Linked DNA regions of Pan troglodytes: region 2 is linked to region 1. A link is a contact called in public HiChIP or PLAC-seq data. All regions are on one chromosome and are shown on one strand. Each heading gives the region's core, a stretch centred on a gene start, on an enhancer-like site or on the middle of the called end of the contact. The rest is flanking DNA. Distances are from core to core; before and after follow the strand shown.

Evidence for each region. HiChIP or PLAC-seq counts read pairs in DNA pulled down with a chosen protein or histone mark.
Region 2: an H3K4me3 HiChIP or PLAC-seq map of stem cell-derived excitatory neurons shows a contact between it and region 1, with 5 times the contacts expected there. The contact joins the promoter of GPR142 here to the promoter of RPL38 in region 1. A contact is called at or near these places in 1 of 7 Hi-C or Micro-C datasets (stem cell-derived neural progenitor cells) and 1 of 1 datasets of contacts at active chromatin or transcription factors (stem cell-derived excitatory neurons).

What each region holds. Positions count from the first base shown.
Region 1 is chr19:87,188,364-87,196,214 of NHGRI_mPanTro3-v2.0_pri, reverse strand. It overlaps RPL38 (ribosomal protein L38), which reads right to left and starts at 4,731. Exons shown (of 5, transcript XM_003315706.5): 1 at 4,628-4,731; 2 at 4,380-4,420; 3 at 4,148-4,208. The coding sequence starts at 4,382. The region is part of intron 1 of LOC129137526 (a long non-coding RNA gene); the gene reads left to right.
Region 2 is chr19:87,355,008-87,362,858 of NHGRI_mPanTro3-v2.0_pri, reverse strand. It overlaps GPR142 (G protein-coupled receptor 142), which reads right to left and starts at 6,427. Exons shown (of 3, transcript XM_024350591.3): 1 at 6,238-6,427; 2 at 5,202-5,360; 3 at 3,101-4,146. The coding sequence starts at 6,331. The coding sequence ends at 3,275.

The DNA.
Region 1 (7,851 bases), core at 3,482-5,981:
GTACCTCAAATTCAGCTGTGTGGGGTTTGAATCGTGCACCACTCTGGTTATGTACCAGCAGCATCAATGCATGGCCATCTGGCTGCTGTGAGACAACCCCTTCCCAAGAGTAGTTACCACTCCATGTACTCGCTGAATGCCTTGTTCCAACTGCTCAGAGATACTCCCAGGATTTGTTATAATAGCAGTGATGTGCCAATCAAGAAGCAGGTGGCTGAGGGCTGAACATGGGCTCTAACACTTCAACGAAAGCACCTGGCCGGACACAGCACACAGCACTTAACCTGGCAGACGCACACAGGATGATCTTGTCCTCGCAATTTGGCAACTCCATTTCTGCCAGTAACTACTATAGGAATGGGGCACATCAGAGGAAGCAGCACTGTGACTCAGAGCCTGCCCAAGGCACGGGCTGCCTGGACTCTTGTTCTTAATACATCCAGACACCTGGATATTCATCCAAACTAACCTATTTCAGTATAACACCGCCCCAGCAGCTGAACTAAGCTGAACACCACTTGTAAAGACATATGGAGCTCTTCAAAATGTTTATTCAGTTGGGTGCGGTGGTTCACGCCTGTAATCCCAGCACTTTGGGAGGCTGAGGTGGGTGGATCACCTGAGGTCGGGAGTTCGAGACCAGCCTGACCAACATGGAGAAACCCCGTCTCTCCTAAAAATACAAAAATCATCCAGGCGCCTGTAATCCCAGCTACTCAGGAGGCTGAGGCAGGAGAACATGGGAGGCAGAGTTTGCAGTGAGCCAAAATTCCGCCACTGCACTCCAGCCTGGGCAACAAGAGCGAAACTCCATCTCAAAAAAAAAAGTTTACTCAACATTGCCGTATGTGCAGCAATTCCATTTCTAGGTATATACCCCAAAGAACAGATAGCAACCACAGAAGAATATTTGCACACACATGTTCAGAGCATTATTCACACTAGCGAAAATGTAGAAGCAACCCAATGTCCATCAATAGACAAATAAACAAACCGTGGCCTACCCACACAATGGAAAACTTGGCCTTCAAAAGAAAACTCCGGTCTGGGTGTGGTGGCTCATGCCTGTAATCTCAGCATTTTCGGAGGCTAAGGTAGGAGGCCTGCTTGAGGCCAGGAGTTGGAGACTAGCCTGGCCAACACAGATCCGTCTCTAAAACACCAAAAATTAGCCAGGCGTGGTGGCGCATGCCTGTAGTCCCAGAGACTCTGGAGGCTAAGGTGGGAGGATCACTTGCGCCCAGGAGATCAACGATGTAGTGAGCCATGATCACACCACTGCACTCCAGCCTGGGCAGGAGTGAGACCCTGTTTAAAAAAAGCAAATTCCAGGCCGGGCACGGTGGCTCACGCCTGTAATCCCAGCACTTTGGGAGGCCAAGGCGGGTGGATCATGAGGTCAGGAGATAGAGACCATCCTGGCTCACTCGGTGAAACCCCGTCTCTACTTTAAAAAAAAATTAGCCCGGCATGGTGACAGGCGCCTGTAGTCCCAGCTACTTGGGAGGCTGAGGCAGGAGAATGGCATGAACCTGGGAGGCGGAGCTTGCAGTGAGCTGAGATTCCACCACTGTGCTCCAGTCTGGGCAACAGAGTGACATTCCATGTCAAAAAAAAAAAAAAAAGAAAGAAAAAAGAAAAGGCAATTCTGACACATGCTTGAGGACATTTGAAGAGAAGCCAGTCACAAAAGGTCAAATATGCAATAGCAGACCCACTTATATGGGGTATCCAGAGCAGTCACATTCAGGGACAAATTGGAAGGTGGTTGCCAGGGGCTGGGGAAGAATGGGGAGCTGGTGTTTAACAGAGGGAGTTTCAGTTTGGGAAGATAAAGTTCTGGAGATGGGTGGTGATGGTGGCAGCTGCTCAACAATGTGAATTTACTGAATGCCACTGAACTGTACAATTACGCTTTGTTGCCCAGCCCGGAGTGCAGTAGCATAATCATGGCTCACTATAGCCTCAATTTCCTGGATTCAAGCAATCCTACCTCAGCCTCCTGAGTAGCTAGGACCACCAGCACACGCCTGGCTAACTTTTTTCTTTTGTAGAGACAGGGTCTCACTATGATGCCCAGGCTAGTCTCATCCATCTGCCTCAGTCTCCCAAAGTGCTGGGATTACAGATGGGAACCACCATACCCAGTGTAAATGGTAACTTTTACGCTATGCCTATTACACGTTAAAAATTAATGCAACCATTTTAAAAAGTTTTTTCAACAAACAGCTACTGACACTTTACTGTCCCCAGGGGGACTGTGACCACTACCTTTAAAGCCACATCATCTAAAGTCAAGGTTCCCAATTTTTTTTGTGAGACAGTCTCGCTCTGTCACCCAGGCTGGAGTGCAGTGAGACAATCTCAGCTCACTGCAACCTCCGTCTCCTTGGTTCAACTGATTCTCCTGCCTCAGCCTCCTGAGTAGCTGGGACTGCAGGCGTGTGCCACCATGCCCGGCTAATTTATTTTTAGTAGAAATGGGGTTTTGCCATGTCGCCCAGGTTGGTCTTGAACTCCTGGTTCAAGAGATCTGTCCGCTTTGGCCTCCCAAAGTGCTGGAATTATAGGCATGAGCCACCACGCCCAGACCACCACCCTTTTAAAACACAATCAAACGGTGGTGTCATGTTTAACTTGCTGAGAAGGGTAAGTTACCTGCTGGTAGAGTTGGGCTTCAAACTAGGCAGTGACCCCATATGGTCTGAAATAAAACTGACCTGATAACCTCATCTCTTTACACAAAACACTAGCAAACAGTCATCATTCCCACCAGATGCTATTTGTTCCCACAGGTGGTCACTACCTCAAAGGTGACAGCCTGTTTTGGGTAATGGGGACACAAATATGACCCCCATCTCTGCCTACCCCCAACTCATTGAAAGACTCTCCCTGTACACCAACCACCGTCTGGCACCACCGCTGGCACAGAGCATTAGAGACGGCTGGTGTCTTAGCCCACCTTAACAGGCCTGTCCCATGCAACCTCACTTCCACACGTGACCTGATTCTCTTTCATGCAGCTGAAAAAAGACGACTGGGTTAAAGTAACAACATAACTCAAGACCTAGCTTGTATCAAACACAAGCCCCCCAATCTCCTTCAAGTATCACAAAGGGGTAACACAACTACCTCTCACACTTGGTGTAAAAATTTAAGTAAGTGGGCAGCAGAGATTGGCACCTATCCATCGAAAACCTGCTGTTTAAGGTTTTTCATTAATCACCTTCTTTCCCCTGTATGTACAAGCTGGGAAACAGACCTATGACAGTCCAACTTAAACTCTGTGACTTTACAATGGTGGTAATGCGATATACATTCAGTAGAAGCCCTGCTTCAAATTTTGATCTTGGCGGGGCACAGTGGCTCACGCCTGTAATCCCAGCACTCTGGGAGGCGGAGGCAGGTGGATCATCTGAGGTTAGGAGTTCGAGACCAGCCTGGCCAACATGGTGAAACTCTGTCTCTACCAAAAACACAAAAATCAGCTAGGCATGGTGGCGCGCCCAGCTACTCTGAGGCAGGGGGATCGCTTGAACCTGGGAGGCGGTAATTGCAGTGAGCCAAGATGGCACCACTGCAATCCAGCCTGGGCGACAGAGCCAGACTGTCTAAAAGAAAAAAAAAATTGTTTTTTAAAATATTTTTCTGGATTAGATAGGTATGATACCTTCTGACACCGGCCAGCGACCACAGGATCACGAGGTAAACGACCATACTACACAGTGTGCCGTGCTCAATACATTACATGCAAATATCCAGCACTTTATTACAAAATGGATTTTGTGTTAAGATTTTGCACAACTGCAGAGAACCTAAACAGTGTTTATGGGACGTGTGTTTTGAGGCTTTCGCGGAGTGGGGATTCCGTTCCGACAATTTACTATATTACACGAAAGAAAACTGAACTCAGGGCGGCCTCTGAGATGATCGCGATTAGCTAAAGATGGTCCTAGAAATTCCAGGGCCTCAACGTGCCCCCCACAGGTCTTTCTCATGGGAAACAGGATGAAACCACTGCTCCCAGAGGGCCAGGCACACACCCAGACGGCCTAACCGTCTCCTGCCTGACATTCCGGGGAAGACGCTCCCGGAGCGGTGCCAGGCTAGGCACCGCTCTTCTTGAACCTTCGGAGCAACCACTTACATTTGGCATCCTTTCGTCGGGCTGTGAGCAGGAAGTCCTTGATTTCCTCAATTTTCCGAGGCTGCAACACAAAGGAAGCGGGTGAACAGACAGCAAAGAGACACGTCTTCCGGCGATGGCCCAGTCCCCCAGCTCCTCCCGGCCTCAGGAGATCCTTGGGAGGCTCTCTCGCCCTCGCCCCGGGGCCCCACGAGCCCACCCCGGGAAGGCGCCAGGCAGGGACCGTACTCACCATGGCGACGAGGCGCGCTGGGCTCCGGCGCGGACCAGGACCTGCGGGAAACAGTCCTCGGCGTTAACACGGCGCGGGGGCTGGCAGCGAACCCCGTTTTCCCGCTCTCCCCCGAAATATCGGCCCCATCGCACTCCCCTCCTCCTCCCCGACACCCTCCACGCGGACTTGGGGTTCCCAGATTTCACCTGGCCGTGGATTGCCCCAGATTACCCTTCTCACCCACTTATCACCCTAGAGACACTCACAGCAAGCGGCAACCGGGGAAAAGGACGAAAAAGAACGAGACTTCCGTTTCCGGGCAGTTAAACCCTCCCAACGGAGGAAACTGGGTACGGTGCCTGCCGAGGATCAAGACTCATGTAGGCGTTCGCACTTCCAATTTCAGCAGCCCTGCCCCCTTGTGGTCGAAGTCAACAGTGCAGCTCCAAGAATGGAATGGACCATCCTGGCTGCCGCCCTCCCTCCGCCTCCCTCCTCTCGCTCCTCCCCATCCCTTCCTCCTAGGACCCCCGCCTTTTCCCCGTCCACCCCTTCCTGTCTTCCCCCGCAACCCCTCAAACCCCAGCCTGGCTTTGCTAGGTTTTAGCTCAGATTCAGTTTGAAGAGCTAACGCTTATTCTCCACGGCTTTCATTGGACTTGCGCACGGGCATCTACACAGAAAATTCTTCATTTAATGGCAGGGACCCTCGTGTGCACCTTGTAGAACCTCTTGTTCTGGCGCCTCACGTTTTCTTCCCGTCTCCTTTTTGGGACCTGAACCTGTCATGACCAGGGCCCTGGGCTCTTCTTTCCATAAGAGGGAGCGTTCCTGCTTGCTGCTTCCAATTCCCTTAGGAATTGATGTACAATGAAAGCAAGTTAAGGCCGGGCGCGGTGGCTCACGCCTATAACCCCAGCACTGGGGGAGGCCGAGGCGGGCGGATCGCTTGAGGCCAAGTGTTCGAGACCAGCCTGGGCAACCTAGTAAGACACCCCCATCTTTAGCAATAATGATAATAATAATAATACTTCCAACAGCTGTCGCAGCGCTGCCCCTGGCTAAGTGTCTCACCCCTAGGGCTGATGGTGAGTGGGAGTGCTCCTGCTCTTGCCGGGTCTCACCGCGGCCCCAGAGGGGAGAGGTGGACTCAGGAGTTGAACCCCTGCTGGGCAGATTCCCCAGCCCAGGCTCCGGCCACTTCCTGGGGAGGCTTGGGAAGCCTGGGGAGGGCAGCGTTCCTTTCTCCCCCATAACATCCTTTAGGTTAGGCTCTGAGCAACCTGCGGTTATCGATTTTATTTTTATCCTCCACTTTTATTTTATTTCCAACCTCTCTACAAATTTCTACATTTTATTATATTTGTTTCCCCAAAATTTAATAACCACACGGCAGAATGTAATTGCTTCGTGCTTATTATTACAGAGCGGCCCTCCTGAAGGGAAAGAGCACTTTGCCATGAGCTTTACTTAGAACTTATTTAACTTACCTTCCTTTCTTCCTCCCTCCTGCCCTTCCATTAACAAGCTCAGGCTGAGCACCTTCCTGGGGGTGCTGGAGATACAGGAACCAATAGACCTTGCTGCAGAGAGATCACAAAATACTGTAATAGCACTGAAGAGTCTTTTAAAGAAGCTGAACGATGTCTCTGCAACTGTAAATGTGTCGGGGTTCTAGCAGTGGGAAAAGTTAATTGGCAGAAGCCTAATTTTAGATGTCTGAAGGTCGGATCCGATCTGAGAAGCATGAGTGCTTCAGCTCTGACCTGAGAAGGACTTTCCCATACCTCAGAGCCCGGCTTTGCCAGCCCTTCCCATCTCAGGCGATGCCTTTCTAGTTTTTTCTACCCCACTGCTCCTCCACAAGCAACCACCCTTTCAGCCAAGCCGAGGGGCACTTTTGGGCACTTTCCACCCTCCAGGTATTTGCTCTGCTGTCCACTCTGATGCCAAGTGCCACTGGTCCTTCCGAGCTCAGCTCCCGCCTCCCCTTTTTCAGGCAGGACCCTTCACCCTTGACTTATGTTGCTTGCCGCTCATACAGTGGTTCCTTGCAATCACTTCTCCGTAGGCTGCATGGAGGTGTTTAACTTTTCATACATGCGCACCACTCTTTTTATTTTTAATTTTTTAAAACTTTTTTAGAGACACGGTCTCCCTAGGTTGCCCAGGCTGGTCTCGAACTCCTGGGCTCAAGGGATCCTCCTGCCTCGGCCCCCCAAAGTGCTAGGATTACAGGTGTGAGCCACTACGCCCCACCTTACCACTTTTCCTTGAAGGCAAGGACAGGGCTCAGCATTCTGTCGATAATTCTCGAAGTGCAGTACCCATCTGTACAGCAAGTGCTCAATGCTAACATTGCAGGATGATCCGGCTGGATGCGGCATCTGAGATCACTCACCATATAAAGGGGTGGTGGATGGAGGGAGGAATTCAGGGAGAGCCAGAAGGAGACACTGACGTGCCTGAAGCAGTGCCTGGCATGTAGTAGGTCCAAAAACTATTTGTTGAATGAATGACTGGTGCTTCTCGCCTCACTGCCGGCCCGACAGGACAAGGACGGGGATAGAAGGAGGAGCTGCACCTCCCTTTTGGCAGCGATCCCAGGGAGACAGATGTTCACCCTCTTGAGTTGTATAATTTAAGGGACCATAGACGTGTAGTAGCAAAACACAATGGCAAATTTGTTCAAGTACCAAAGACCTCCAGCTCCCCAAGGGGGACAAATAGCAAAATAAGCTGCAGCTACTAAAAGTGAGGCAAGGTGCCCAGAGGGCACGCTTCCCTGCTCCATGGGAAGATGAGCCCCAAATGTCCTGGAGTGGCTGGGGACTGTCAGAGACCAAGGGGGGCAGAGCCTAGGCCCTGAGTGCCACAGCCTGAGACCTTGAGCAGATGCTGACCTGGACATGAGCCTCCCTGGTGACTCCCATATACACATGAAACAAAACTCTCCAGGGCCTGGGGTGGATCCTGCAGGAGAGGAAAGCCCCGGACTCGAGGGCAGGATGGCCCAGGCTGCCTGTTATGGTCACTCTGGCCATTGGTAGGCTGGAATGTCCAGTGCTGGCAGCTGCGGGATGGTGAGGGCTATTGCTGTTGTCAAGAGGCGGTAGGGAGGGTCTCAAGCAGTCTGTTGCAGCATGGCTGGAGGCTGGAGAGGCTCAGAGGGCATGTCCGGAGCTACAGGACACAATCCAACCCTTTTCCTTCCTTCCCTTCCCTCACTCTGCTGGCTCTGGGCAGAGAGGGCCTCAGAAGGCACCAGGCCTCCCCTCCTCCCTCCAGCAGCCCCACTCTGGCCACCTCTGAAGGCCAAATGGTTTAGAGTTCTCTCTTCAGTTTTCAGGGACACATTGGAAAGAGGACCAGGATGGGTCAAAAAAAACCCAATGCCCCAGCTTGCAGGTGGGCAGAGGGCTGGCACGGCACATGGCGGGGAAGACCTCCCAACCTCCAGGATTTTCCCCCACTCAATCCATTCCGTTCA
Region 2 (7,851 bases), core at 5,178-7,677, 160 kb before region 1:
TGGAATTACAGGTGTCCACCACCACGCCCAGCTAGTTTTTGTATTTTTTAGTAGAGATGGGGTTTCACCATGTTGGCCAGGCTGGTCTCGAACTCCTGACCTGAAGTGATCCGCCCACCTCTGCCTCCCAAAGTGCTGGGATTACAGGCGTGAGCCACCACACCTGACCACCTAATGCATTTTATTAGGAAAATGTGATACTGGTTCTCAAATCTGATAAGTCCAGCACTAGAAAGTTCTAAGCAATGCAAAAGATCCCCGAGAGTGGTCTGCCTCTAATCTTCTACATCTGAGAGCACCTGCAAGGTGTGGGGTAGAACAGACAGTGGACCAAGAACCAGGAGACTTGGGTTTGAGTGTCAGTGCTGCTCTTGACCAGCTTTGGGCTAGGGGCATACCATTTAATCTCTCTGTGCCTCAATTTCCTAAGTTTGTAAAACAGTTACAATACTCCATATGCAGGGTTGTTTGAAAAAGTCACTGACTGCCCCAGCCTGTCGGTACAAGTGAGGTTATAGCAATATTAACACTAGGATTATGGTGGCTCAATGCAAAATTGTTTCAACCAGCCTGGCCAACATGGTGGAACCCCGTCTCTACTAAAAATAAAAAAATTAGCTGGATGTGGTGGTGTGCGCTTGTAGTCCCAGCTACTTGGGAGGCTGAGGCAGGAAAGTCACTTGAACCCAGGAGGTGGAGGTTGCAGTGAGCTGAGATCACACCACTGCACTCCAGCCTGAGAGACTGGGCAACAGAGAGAGACTCCATGTCAACAAAACGAAACAAAACAAAACAAAACTGTGTCTTGAAAGAGCCTCCCCAACAGTTTCTGGAAGTTCCTGGTTTCACTGGTGCTCAGAGACAGTTGAGCTAATCTTGCAGCTGGCCTCCTGAAAGACAGCCCCCCAGCCAGCTGAGGAAGGCATCCTGCCTCTGGCCTAGACCCAGCTGCTGTTGCCATCCATGGAGACACAGATGCTCTTCCCTGATACTGGGTTCTCTCCTGCAGGGTCCCTGCAGGTTGTTCCATTTAGTTCTTCATCCATGGAACTTTGTGCTTTCTTCCTGTGCCCGCTTCTGTAGGGCAGGCTCAGGCTGGGCTGGGGCCGACATTATCTGGTCCTCCGGTGGACCTTCTCCCTCCCCGGGTACCTGCATTTGCATCCCCCTCCTCCTTAAGCAAAGAATAAAGCGCAGGTGCATCAACCCTGCCTGGGGATACATCTGTGTGTGCACATGGAGGTGTGGGCGGGTGAGGGGGTCCTCCATCCTTAACACCTGCTCAGGGTCAGTGTAGACCACCCCGGAGCAGAAGTGTTGGGCTTACAGGTCCTCAATCCTTTCTCTGAACTCGGCACCACATGTCTTGGAATTCAGAATACGTCAGAGCAGAGGAAGGTGCTGTGTGCATGTAGTGGTGCGCGTTCGATCACGATTCCGTGGGGTGTGGACAGCAGTACATGATCACTCCACTAACAGTCCCGGGTGGGGCTGGCAGGACTCACAATCACAGGACAACTTCGGGACCAGAAATCACCTCACACCGGGTCACGCTGTACCGCTAAACGTGTTTGTGGCACATTTTGGAAACATGTTTTGGTTTTCAGAGTTTTTTGGAGTTGGGAATCATGGCGAATGCATTGGAGACCCACATTATCCTCTTTCTGGGTTAGCTGAACCTCCCTGTCTGGACATCCCTGCTCTGGGGAGAAGCAGAGAGGCAAAGTGGAAAGCCAAGCATTGATTCTGCATTGACTGTGTGCTGGGTGCACAAACAGCTCTTTGACTGATGTCATCCCACTAAGAGGGTGGGGGCAGGTCTGAACCTCCCATTCAGGACAAAGGTCAGCTCAGCCTGACCAGGAAGCAGAAAGTGGTCCTAGCTCAGCTGTTAATGTGTTTACCCACAGCCTGGAGCAGGTGGGAGTTCCATCTGCTAATCTCTCCCAGCTGCCTCTCCGGGATGGTGGTGCTGAGAGGAGAGAGGGGCCCTGGAGAGCCTCCCTGGAGAGGCTGAGGGTGGGGAGCAGAGCTCCTCATGGCTCTGATGGACTCTGCCAACTCCCGCCTCCCAGTGGTGGAGGAAAAGACCTTTCCCCCAGGGGCGTGAGCTCGGGGGGCTCAGCAGAAGCTCAGGGTCATCTCCAGCTAGGTCCTCCTTTCCTGTTCTCCTAGTACCCTGGGTTAAGAGACCATTTTCTTTCTCCTCATTGGCAACAACGAAAACTATAGCCCCAGTGCTGGTTCTGGGCCCATGAACCTGTACTGGTTTAGGGCAGGGAGTAATGTGGAATCCAACCAGGGTGTTTGAGACCTAAGGGGCTGTGTCTCCTGTGGCTGGACAGACACGGGCCTGGGCTCCTTACATCTGATTTAAGATCACCCCTTTCTGACTGGCCCTGGGGGCTTTTATCCCCCAAGCAGCCCCCTCCCATTGCTCAGCTCAATTTCTTTGTTTCCTCCAGCCTAAGCAATGCCTTAAGTCCTGAAGATATCTTCCTTTTCAAACTCTGGCATTGCCACTAGGAGCTGGAGAGGTGATCCATTCAGGGAATGAGAGGCAGGCACCAGGAAAGGGGGGTGGGCTGGAGACAATTCACATCCATCCATCCATCCATCCATCCATCTGTCCTTTTTTGTTTTTGTTTTTGTTTTTTTTTTTTGAGACGGAGTCTCACTCTGTCGCCCAGGCTGGAGTGCAGTGGCGGGATCTTGGCTCACTGCAAGCTCCGCCTTCCGGGTTCACGCCATTCTCCTGCCTCAGCCTCCCGAGTAGCTGGGACTACAGGCGCCCGCCACTGCGTCCAGCTAATTTTTTGTATTTTTAGTAGAGACAGGGTTTCACTGTGGTCTCGATCTCCTGACCTCTTGATCCGCCTGCCTCAGCCTCCCAACGTGCTGGGATTACAGGCGTGAGCCACCGCACCCGGCCTCCATCTGTCCATTTTTCTTTCCATTCAACCAACATTAATCTGGCATTCACGATGAGCCAGGCAAAATGCCCCCCGCAAAGGAATGCCCACAGCACTGATGCTATTAGCCTGTGCCTGGCAGTGCCCTTTCATCTTCCCAGGAAATAGGGATTGCTGGTGAAGCAAACATAAGAGCTGGCTAAGTTGTCCTCCTCTCTACCTGGGAGCCACACCCAAAGGAGGAGCCTCCACCCCCACCCAAGGAAAGCAAGCTGTTGATAAACGTGTTTTGGGTACAACCTCAAAGGCCCCAGTACATGTGGCCATGAGCCACCCTGAGCTCCCTAGCTGGGCCCCCTCCTCTACACTTCTGCCCCTTTGGGGAGTCCAGGAGGCTCCATCACAGGCTTCGCCGCCATGCCCTCTGGCTGTGATGCCAAAGTGCAGGGCAGGTAGGCATCGTGGATGACCTGTCGGACAGTGGCCCGGAAAGTCTTGCTGACAAAGCAGTAGAGGCTGAAGTTGGCTGCCGTGTGGAGCATGGCCACCATGTTGGCCACATCCAAGGCCAGGTGGACCCTCCAGTCCCGGTGGACAGGGGCCACGTACATGTGGTAGAGCATGACGAAGACCCGGGGCGCCCACAGGAGGGTGAACAGTGTGGTGATGCCCAGGAGGATGGCTGTGCTCTTGCCCACCCGGGGCTGCAGCCCACTCCGGCCCCTCCTCCGTAGCCGGTGGATGATGGCCGAGTTGGTGACCAGGAACACACCACAAGGGATGAAATAGACAGTGAGACAGTGAGCCCACTTGAGGACCTCGTCCAGTGTGCTGGGTGAGTCGGTGTCTCTCCACATGTCCAGCCACCAGTAGAAGGGGATGCCGGTCAACAGGGCAGCACTCAGGACAGCAGCAATGGCCCGGCGGGTCCGGCCTGGGGACGAGGCGGCCCGATGGTGCAGGGGGTGGCACAGGGCAGTGTAGCGGTCAACCGTGAGCAGGATGGCGATCCAGACTGAGGCGTGGTTGGCAGCAAACTCCAGGATGTTGGCCGTGCGCACCACAGCCTGGGGCACCTGGCGGGCCAGCACGGCTCCCTGCAGGAGGAAGCCCGCGAACACGATGACCACCTGGATGATGATATCCGAGGCTGTGAGCGCCAGAAGGTAGTAGTAGGAGGGCCTCCTGGTCCTGGTGGCAAGGCGCGCCAGGGCCACTGCAGTCAGGAGGCTGACTGAGGGCAGCCGAGGTGAGGGAGGGGAGAGGCATCAGAAGAGAGCTCAGACTCTGCTTTCCAAGGTGTCGCCATCGCACCTCCCCATCTGCATGTGCAGAGGCTGTGCTGGCTTCTCTTTTTTCTCCTTCCAGATCCTTCTGAAACCCCACTTTGCCCAGAAGGCCACTCAGGCCAGCTCTGCCCTGTCCATCCACTGCAGGCCACTGGCTGTACCCCGGTTATGCACAGGTAAGTGCACATGGAAGGGTCCTCAGCAGCCACCTGTCCTGGCCAGGTGTGGTGGCTCACGCCTGTAATCCAGCACTTTGGGAGGCCAAGGCGAGCAGATCACCTGAGGTCAGGAGTTCAAGACCAGCCTGACCAACATGGAGAAACCCCGTCTCTGTTAAAAAAATATACAAATTAGCCAGGCATGGTGGTGCATGCCTGTAATCCCAGCTACTTGGGAGGCTGAGGCAGGAGAATTGCTTGAACCTGGGAAGTGGAGGCTGCAATGAGCCGAGATCATGCCACTGCACTCCAGCCTGGGTGACAGAGCGAGACTCCATCTCAAAAAAAAAAAAAAAAAAAAAGCTACCTGTCCTATGGCATTGTCCTCCAAGTCCTTTTTAGGTTTTCTGTGTCCTCTAGAATGGAGGCGTCCCTAGACACAGGCATGGGTTTAGCTATCAGACTTGGGGAAATCCCCAGGGCCAAGACCACCCGTCCTTCCCATATCCACACACCCACCTCTGCCCCAAGCTCTGCTCTCTGAAGGCATGGGCAGCACGGGGAGCTTTGTACTGAGCTGAGCCAGTTCCTATGTGAATTTTGTTATCCTAAGAGTACGCTCACTGCTGGGGAAAACTTGGGTTTAGCTGTGAGCACCCCCAATCCTAGCCCCTTACTTTTATTCCCCTCCAGTGACCCAGAACACCCTGACAATGGCAAGGAAAGACCAGGGGTCTATGATCCAGGGCCTCAGGGGTCAAACACAGAGGACTGGCACCCATTGAAGGAGGATCCCCATTTCTGGCCAAGCCCAAGTCCCCAGACCCCAGCTCCCCACTCACCAGGCAGCCCCAAGCCCAGCAGGACACTGTAGTAGATGACAGGGATGACGCCAGCCACACACGGGGACCTCTCTGCGATCTCTGGCCAGTGGCTTTCAAACTCCTGGCTCAGCCCACTGACGTTGGGCGTGGGCAGCAGGGTCATTCGTGGCTGGCCAGCTAGAAGGTGCGGATGGGCAGAGTCAGAGCCTCTGGTCTATTTCTAACCTGGCTGGGCGCAGCCCCGCCCTGACCTGGGGTCTTTCTAGTCACCCTGCTCTGTGCAGACCCTCTAGTCAGACCCAGCTGAGTGCACTGTCTGTTGCTGTGAGAATTCTTGCCAAGACCACCCTCACCACCCCCCATCTCACCCCACTCCCTCAGTGGCCCGGCTCCCCCACTGATGGGAAGTCCCTGGCAGCACGGCCTGCTGCCATAGAGACCATTGCTCCCCATGGGTCCTCCCCATGGGCCCTCACCCGGCCTAGCAGGGGCTCTGAAACAGGATCACGGGGGCACTTGTCGAGGTGCAGGCTCCTGGGCCTCCTCCGGGCCAGAGGGTCTGAAGCGGGGTTGCAGCAGCCGTGCTTGTAATCAGCAACCTGGGTGATGCCAGCCACACACAGGGACCTCTCTAGGAGGTCCACAGTGGAGGCCCCAGGTCTGCACAGCTCCACTCAACAGCTGTCCCCCTCTAAGGAGAGGCTGTTGGTAGGGCCCCCTCTTTTCTAAACTAAAGATACCCTCTTCAGAGGTGAGCACCACTAAAGCTGGAATGGCCCAAGTCCACAGATGGGGAAACTCAGTCCACAGGGGTAAGGTGGCTGGCCTAGGATAAGCACCGTCCACTCTGGCCCCTGTTCCCCTGAAGCCACACTGCGTGTCTCTTTCAGGTTGAACTCCAGCTTTTCGTTTCCTGCTGAGGCCGGGGGGCTCACTGCTCACTCACTCTCAGCTTCGGCCCCTACTCCACCCTCTAGGTCCCTAACCTGCCTCCTGTTCCCTCCTGCCTTTCCACCTTATTGCCCCCAGCACACCCCACTTCAAGATGCCTTACCTGTCTCTCGTCCCTCAAGCCCCATGCTCTGGGGCCCTGAGTCCTGGGTCACCTGTGGCTTTTTCTGAGGGTCCCCGCAGCTCCCTGTCAGCATCGCCAGCTGTACCTCTCACTCCTTGGCTCTCCAAGTGGTTGTTTGCCCCAGGATCCTTACGCAGACACTGAGCCTGTTAGTGCAGGGGGGCGGGGCGGGGGAAGGAAGAGGAAGGAACTGGTGGGCGGAGGCACCGGGGAAAGAGCTAGAGTAGATGCTGGTGGAGCAAACCAGGGACCTCTAGGGCGCACAGGCAGGGGAAGGGGTCGGGCTGGGCAGGGGCTTCAGCTGCAGGAGAGACGAGCTGAGGGTGGCATGGGGTTCACAGGTATGTCTATGCCTGGGGGAGCAGGAAGTGAGGAGAAGAGGCAGGATGGCAGGATGGGGGTTCTGGGGGGCTGCCTCGTGCCCCGGGGCACTCTGTGAGCTGGCCCGGGTTCAGCTGGGGTCAAACCTGGGGCTGAGGACTTTGGGGACAGGCAGAAGGACTCAGGGTGCTGACTTTATGAGCATCCAGACTGAAAGGGAAGAGAGTAGGGCACCTCTGTGAGGAGTTGGGGAAGTCATGCCAGGTAGGAGTGGTAAGGCTGCCACAGACAGGGCTATGATCCCAAGAGGCTCAGGGGACCAGGTGCACAGGGTCAGTCCTGCAGTGGCCATGGTGGGGGAGGTGGAGGCTACCCCCAGGGGCAGGATGGCAGGCAGCCGTGCACAGGGTGGGGCATCCTCTGGGAGCAGCCGGACGAGGCTGCCTGCAGCCGGTGCTGGGAAACCGCAGTCCTGCAAGCTGTTGTTTTCCTGGCCCTGGTGAAATGGACCATCCCTCAAGAATATCAATCCCTGGCAAATAAACAACTGCCGTTGCTGGTGAGCACTCAGAAGAGGCCAGACTGGCTCCCCTGCCCTAGAGGAAGAGTGACCAGAGCAGCCCACAAGCAGGCACCCGGGACATGGATGCCCCGTGGACGGCCTCGGGAGGAGAGCTCAGGCCCCCCTGGAATCACCTCCCATGGCCTGTCCTCTGGGAATGCAGCAGAAAATATGGCAGGAAATATAGGGAGCTTCCCAGCTCTGGGAGTCAGATCTCACATCAGAGCCTGGAACTCCCCATCCCAACCCCCCCTCGGATACCCACAGCGCAGGCCCTGCTGCCCCCTGGTGGCCACATCCTGACCCTGCAAGCCTGAAAGTCCCATGGTTTGGCTAGGCACCCTGGGTGGCACAGTGGGACTGGAGACGGAGCTGCCCGCTCAGGACAGGTCCTCTGGTGGAGTGCTGGGACCCCAGCCCCAGAAAGTGCAAGTAGCACAGATGACGCCCCAGGCCACCACCTCCTTGCAGCAGGAGGCTAGGGGTGAGAGGAGGCAGACCCTCTCTTCAAGGAGCTGCCATGGGTGAGGGGCAAGGAGGGTCCCTGCCGACATTTACCGAGTGCCCACCCTGTCCCTACACTTTGTTTTTCAAATTTTATGTATAGATATAGAGAGAGTTTGGGGTCTCGCTGTGTTGCCGAGGCTGGTCTGGAACTCCAGGCTTCAAGTGGTCCTTCTGCCTTGGCCTCTCAAAGAGCTGGGATTACA